Regions from separate parts of the Mus musculus genome. Here region 2 is linked to region 1. A link is a contact called in public HiChIP or PLAC-seq data. All regions are on one chromosome and are shown on one strand. Each heading gives the region's core, a stretch centred on a gene start, on an enhancer-like site or on the middle of the called end of the contact. The rest is flanking DNA. Distances are from core to core; before and after follow the strand shown.

Region 1 (3,046 bases), core at 84-2,583:
TTTTTATTGTGTATATGGACACTAGACGAGGGCATTGGAGTCCTTGGAGCTAGAGTTACAGACTTTTTGAGCCATCTGATGTGTGTGCAGGGAATTGGTCTTTGGAAGAGCAGCAAACTCTCTTAAGCACTGAGCCATCTATCCAGCCTCTGACAATGAGCATTTAAAAAATAATTCCTGGGTTAGGGGTGTTAACTAAGGCGCTTGCCAGGTATGAGCAGAGCCCTGCCTGGACTGGATCCCCAATACCACAAAGCCACCCCCAGAGAACATGAGAGCTTAATTAGAATGATAGCATTATATATGGAGGCACTCGCTAATGGGGCTGGAAGAGGAAATCCCAAAGGAAACTGGTTGGGTATTAGAGATGGAAGAAATCTCAGAATGTCGGTACAGGAGAACCACCAAGACAGCCAGGTCAGGGAGGTCAGGTTCTTCCAAATAAGAGGAAGTGTGTGTTGGGTGTGTGTGTGTGTAGTCTGAGCTGCTGGCCAGACACACAGGTGGAATTGTGTTTACAACCGGTATCAATGCTAAAGAAGACAACGAACCAAGAAACAGCCTGAGAATAAATATGGTATGGAAGGACACCATGCCAGACAGCCTTTGAGTGAGTGACCAGGAGCTGGGTACCACAGCTTAGGTTGTCAGTGAGTGTTCAGACCATGAAATTCGAAACTGGTAAGGCTGCCTAAAATTACTTGAGCCCCCTTTAAAAACTGAAGTCCTTGCATAAACACAAGACTGGTGTCCGTGCTGCTGTTGTGAAAAGGATTTGTGGAAAACAGGAAGGAAACGCCATTGCTGGTAGGAGAAGATCTGTGATGGATCACTTTTTACAGGAAGATGCCCCGTAATGCTTCCCAAGACAGGAGGCTGGAGAAGCCGCCAGCTCTTTCTGGACATACCCGAGAGCAGAATGAACAGGAGTGTGAAGGGTCAGCCGACTTGGACACCTGCCTCTGGGCTTAGTGGAAAGGGACAGATCTTAGAAGACCGAGCAGAGCACAAATGCTAGCCCTGTGCTTGAGTACTGTCACCAGTTGCCATGTTAACCTTGGGCAAGTGCCCTAGCTATGAAATGGGGACAAGTGTGTGCCTCCCTTTCCTGGCCATTCGCAGGTTAGAGACAAACGAACGCCCCTCTTTACAGTTGGTAATGGCAAATATGTGCTATTACATGATCCAGCCGTCGTCATGGGTCAGAAAGACTGTTAGATGGGTCACCATCCGCGACCTCCATCACAGGTTAGGGAATTCTGCAGTCTCTTCCCCTCTAGGAGGTGGGGACAAAGTGGAGGGAGGGCTGCAAGAGGAGGAGGAGGAGGAGCTAGCGCCTTGAAAACCCGCCCATACCAGTCTGGCCTGGAGTGAGGGAACCCGTCCTGGTCGCGTGCACCCGAACAGCCTGCCCTGGTATCCTGGTGCTCTGACCCGGTCCAATCATGACCCTGAGCCCTTTGCTCCTACCACTCCAGCTGTTACTGCTGCTACTGTTCAGTGGGGCGGTGTGCCGGGCTGAGGCTGGGCCAGAAACCGAAAGTCCTGTCCGGACCCTCCAAGTGGAGACCCTGGTGAGGAGACTGTGGTGCCACTCCCCTCCCCCCACCCCATGTCCCGCCGTTCCCCTTTACGGCCAGGGATCGCGGGGAAGCCTGGGACTCTAAATGGTCCTGTGAGAGTGAAGAGGAAAGAAGCGAAGGAACTGAGTTGGGGGAAAAGGTGCTGGGTCTCCAGAGGAGCTTAGGAGGAGCAGCCTTGACCCTTGTAGTCTGATCGTAGGTGCAGCCCCCTGAATCGTGCACGGAATCTGCTGCCATTGGAGACACGCTCCACATACACTACACGGTGAGGGGCTTGGGGGTCCGGGGCGTGGCCTGGGAGGGGCGGCGCCCGGCTGAAACACGTCAGCTTTGGCTTGGACACGTGGCAAGCTATCCTAGAGAACTTGAGTCCTAGGATCAGCCCGCACGTGGGGGCGTCCTCTCGCCTGCTTCTCTTTCTTCCTTGTTTTCTGCCGATTCCTCTCCAGCGCTGAGAAAAGAAGGATAGAGAGAGCTCCAAGAAGCGCCAGCCCCGTGGGGCTTCCTGTTCCTTCTTGCCCATGGTGGTGGTGGGTGGAAGGAGATGGGGACAGGACACAAGTTTGTTAAAGGGGTTGCTTCCTTCCGGGTGGTCCCAAATTGTGGGAAGAATGGTGGGTTTAGACCCACCATTTTTTTTTGTCTTCAGGGCAGTTTGGTAGATGGACGCATTATTGACACTTCTCTGACCAGAGATCCTCTGGTCATAGAACTCGGCCAAAAGCAGGTGATTCCAGGTATGTGCCCCGTGCCTCTGACCTCTCCCTAGCCTAAGCCCTTGCTTGCTTGCCGGCTGTATTGCTCTGGAACAGCCGCTAGAATGAAAAGGATCCCAAGGCTCTCCCGCTACCTCAGACTCCACTTCTAACACTCTTCTTGCCCCACACATCACTGCGGCAGAGAGTCTGAGAAGTGGAGCTAAGCTCATTTGATGACGGGGAGCCTTTGATTTTCCTCTTGGGTACTGTGGGGAAGATATGTAGCTTCTAGTTCAGTTTTGCCTTCTTCCTCAAGGTCTGGAGCAGAGCCTTTTGGACATGTGTGTGGGGTGAGTATCTGAAGGCCGGGGCCTGACTGCTCCTTTTTCCGGGTAGAAGGTTTCTCTGTCATCCCTTCTCCAGTGGCAGGACGTTGTAGAGTAAAGGGCCCCTGACTTCATACTGGAGAGGTGCAGGTTAATGGGAACCCCCCCCCCAGGGCATCTCTCCAGCTGTCAGTTTTGTTGGGGGAGGCTGAGTGCTGTGGGGAGATTGGTGACTTTGCTGATCCACCTGTCAGGTGGAGAATTTCATATTTTGGTGTCGCTATCTGAGGAGGGGGGTAAGGCACTTCAGATGGGCTGAGGCTGCCAGCTCACCCCCCTCCTGCCTGCAATCCCTGTTCCTTCCCTCAGAGAGAAGCGAAGAGCAGTCATTCCTTCTCACCTGGCTTATGGAAAGCGAGGGTACCCGCCATCTATCCCA
Region 2 (2,733 bases), core at 21-2,520, 3.5 Mb before region 1:
CTCTTGGGATTGCCACAGCAAGCCTCTCTTTCCCCTTCTCCTTTAGCTGATAATGGCTACCCAGAAAAGCCTTTCCCAGGAGGGGGATGCCTGGCCCCTAGGGTGACAGCAAGACCAGAGCTGAGTAATTCCAAAGTGGAAAATGTGATGTGATTCAGGGGCCCATTCCCCAGGTGCTGGCCACTCTGGGAGCGTTGCTGAGGATGGTCCTTTGGGCTAGTGCCTGGCCCAGCCCGTCCAATGAGCTTTCTCCTCTTCTGGAGTCGTGACCATCCCTGTGAGAGTGCATAGGACTTCACTTTTCTCTGGCTCTGTGCTCTGTGGTATAAAGTCAAACTATTGGCTTCCCTCTCTAGGTTCGAGAGCCTTTCAGCCTCGGTTTGTTTGGAGACAGAGAATATCCCTATTAGACACAGACTTTGGGCTTCTAGAGACCCAGCGTCAACAACATTCGTGGCGCATCTACCAGGCAGCCAGGCAGGCCTCGCTGGCTGAGCCAGACACACACCCTCGCCTGGGCTTTCTCCCTCACACCCAGCGCAAGGCTCCTCCCATCCCCCCTCCTCCCTAAAGTTCTTTCAGCCCTCCTCCCAGCCAGCCTCTCCCCCTCTAAATCCAAGTCTAAAGGTGGGGACGATATTGGCAGCGAGAGACCCACGCGCTTTAACTCCTGGAGTCAACTTCAGGCAGAATGAGAGGGAGGAAGCCTGTGAACCCAATTCGTAGCACCTTCATCGTAACCCCCACTAGTTAAACCAGTTTGCTCCTAGGCCATAGGACAGAGAAGGCCAGAGGAAGGGATACTGCTTTGACCTGCAGGTGGAGGTTAACTAAGAAAAGGGGACAGTGCCTTCTCCTCTGGTATACTCCTGCCCCATCACTCCACGTCTTGGCAGTGTCCAAGTCTCTCACTGCCTACCCTGGGAGGTACCAGAGACCGGCCTGGCAGAATACAGCGTGGCTAAAGACAACTCAGTCTCCCCAAATGGCTGGAAGGGGGATAGCGCCAGAGAGAAAGGGTTGGCATCATGGAGCCCAGGACACTGACCTCTGCCAGCTCTGCCCGGCCTCCCGGGGATGGAGCCACGGAAGCCTAGCAAATGGGAGGGGCAGAGACCCAGGCGTCCTGGGCCGCCCCGCCCAGTCCTCCCCCCCCCCAGCCACCACCCCCCCCAGCCCCAGGGCACCGAGGAGGGAGCCGGGCAGGGGCAGGCGGCAGGGGAGGGAGGAGCGAGGGCGGGAGGAGGAGGAGGGAGCCAGGCAGGGAGGGAGGTGGGGGGGGTAGGGAGGGAGAAAAAGAAAGAAAATATTTTCCGTGTCCCCGCCTGCGGAGTCAGTGTGCGGTTTGGGAGAAAATGTGTCGGATATTTTGGGGCGGTCACGTGGGCGGGCGGGCTCCGAGAGGCCCCGGGATTGTCCCAGCCTAGAGCCGTGCCCCCCTGAAGCCCCCCATTACCGCGAGTCACTAACACCGCGGTGCTCCATCCCCGAGACCGCCCGACGCCGGGACCTCGGGGCTCTGCGGCCTTCCTTCCCCCGCCCTCCCCTCCAGGTGAGTCAGGCGGGGAAGCCGGCTCGCCCGCCTGGCCGCCCTCCGGCCGCGGACGCCGGGGCTCCTCTGCTGAAATGAGCCAGGGGCGGGGGCGTCGGGAGCCTTGGGGTCCTTTCCCTCCGGGGGTGGCCAAGCTGTTAGCCGAGCTTATGCGGAGGCTTCCTGCCCCAAGTTGGGGTCAGTCGTGACCCGGGAAGAGAAAGGGGAGATTTTTTTTTAGACAGACTGAGGATGGGCCGGGTTGTCTGCCCTTGATTTTGGTGAGTATTGAAGGAGAGCATTTAGGAAAGTCTTGGGCAAGCGAACCAATGTTCCTGTACTCGGAATGTCAGAGAAGACGGGTTTTCCTCCTCTGGGAAAGGATGGCATTCTTCCACCGGAGTGGGGCGGGGGCATACTGAAGGGTGGATCTGATGGTCCAAGTACCCTTTCTCCAGTGGATTGGCAGGGCTCTGTATGGGGACTAGGAAAGCTCTAGCAAGTGTCTAGGTGGGTAAAGTGGTCTGTGGAGTTTGGACTGCAGAACCTGGATTCTCTCTGATCTATCCCTTACTGCACAAGTGAGCCAATGAAGGGGAGCTCTTTTAGAATATTCTCAAGGGGAGGCCCCAGTGGAACAAAGCTAGAGTTATAACGCCCGGACAGGTTCAGGAGAGCCCCTGTCCTGGAGTGCCACTGACAGCGCCTCTTTCCTTTCCAGCAGTTTCCACCAGGTCCCTCACCTCAGCCTGGCCCAGTATGTAGGAGGGACTCTCTGCAGAGGCCAGAGGGTAAGAATATGCTTAGTTGGTGGTCATGGGGATGGGGCAGCAGGGATGTCTGTCTCGGGGAGGGAACTCAAGGACAAAATGCTCAAATAATTCCCTCTTGTAGGGCTTAAACCCGGGGCAGTTGGGATCCTACTCCTCAAATTTGAGGCTTCTGCCCTTATGGTTATTCTTCGGGTACTGAGTTAGGGTTTGAGGACCACAGCCATTGTCAGTAAGGATACTTAGAGGGGGTCAAGGGGAGTGTGTGTCCAGGGTGCTCGGAGCTTGGTTATCCCAACACACACACACACACACACACACACACACACACACACACACACACACAGTGGCTTAGAACTGGTAGGCAGCATAGGACACGCCCCCCCAACCCCGGGGCACACCCCCACCTCTGGCTCAGAAAGCCACCTAACT

What was found. HiChIP or PLAC-seq counts read pairs in DNA pulled down with a chosen protein or histone mark.
Region 2: a contact with region 1 is called in an H3K27ac HiChIP or PLAC-seq map of vascular smooth muscle cells, with 13 times the contacts expected there. The contact joins the promoter of Rarg here to the promoter of Fkbp11 in region 1. A contact is called at or near these places in 19 of 484 Hi-C or Micro-C datasets (the C2C12 cell line, brown adipocytes, embryonic stem cells and 6 more), 6 of 115 datasets of contacts at active chromatin or transcription factors (astrocytes, embryonic stem cells and vascular smooth muscle cells) and 1 of 9 other capture datasets (embryonic stem cells).

The regions. Positions count from the first base shown.
Region 1 is chr15:98,726,485-98,729,530 of GRCm38.p6, reverse strand. It overlaps Fkbp11 (FK506 binding protein 11), which reads left to right and starts at 1,333. Exons shown (of 6, transcript NM_024169.4): 1 at 1,333-1,574; 2 at 1,783-1,848; 3 at 2,233-2,320; 4 at 2,598-2,631; 5 at 2,977-3,046. The coding sequence starts at 1,446.
Region 2 is chr15:102,256,059-102,258,791 of GRCm38.p6, reverse strand. Rarg (retinoic acid receptor, gamma) reads left to right here and starts at 1,270. Exons shown (of 10, transcript NM_011244.4): 1 at 1,270-1,552; 2 at 2,253-2,322.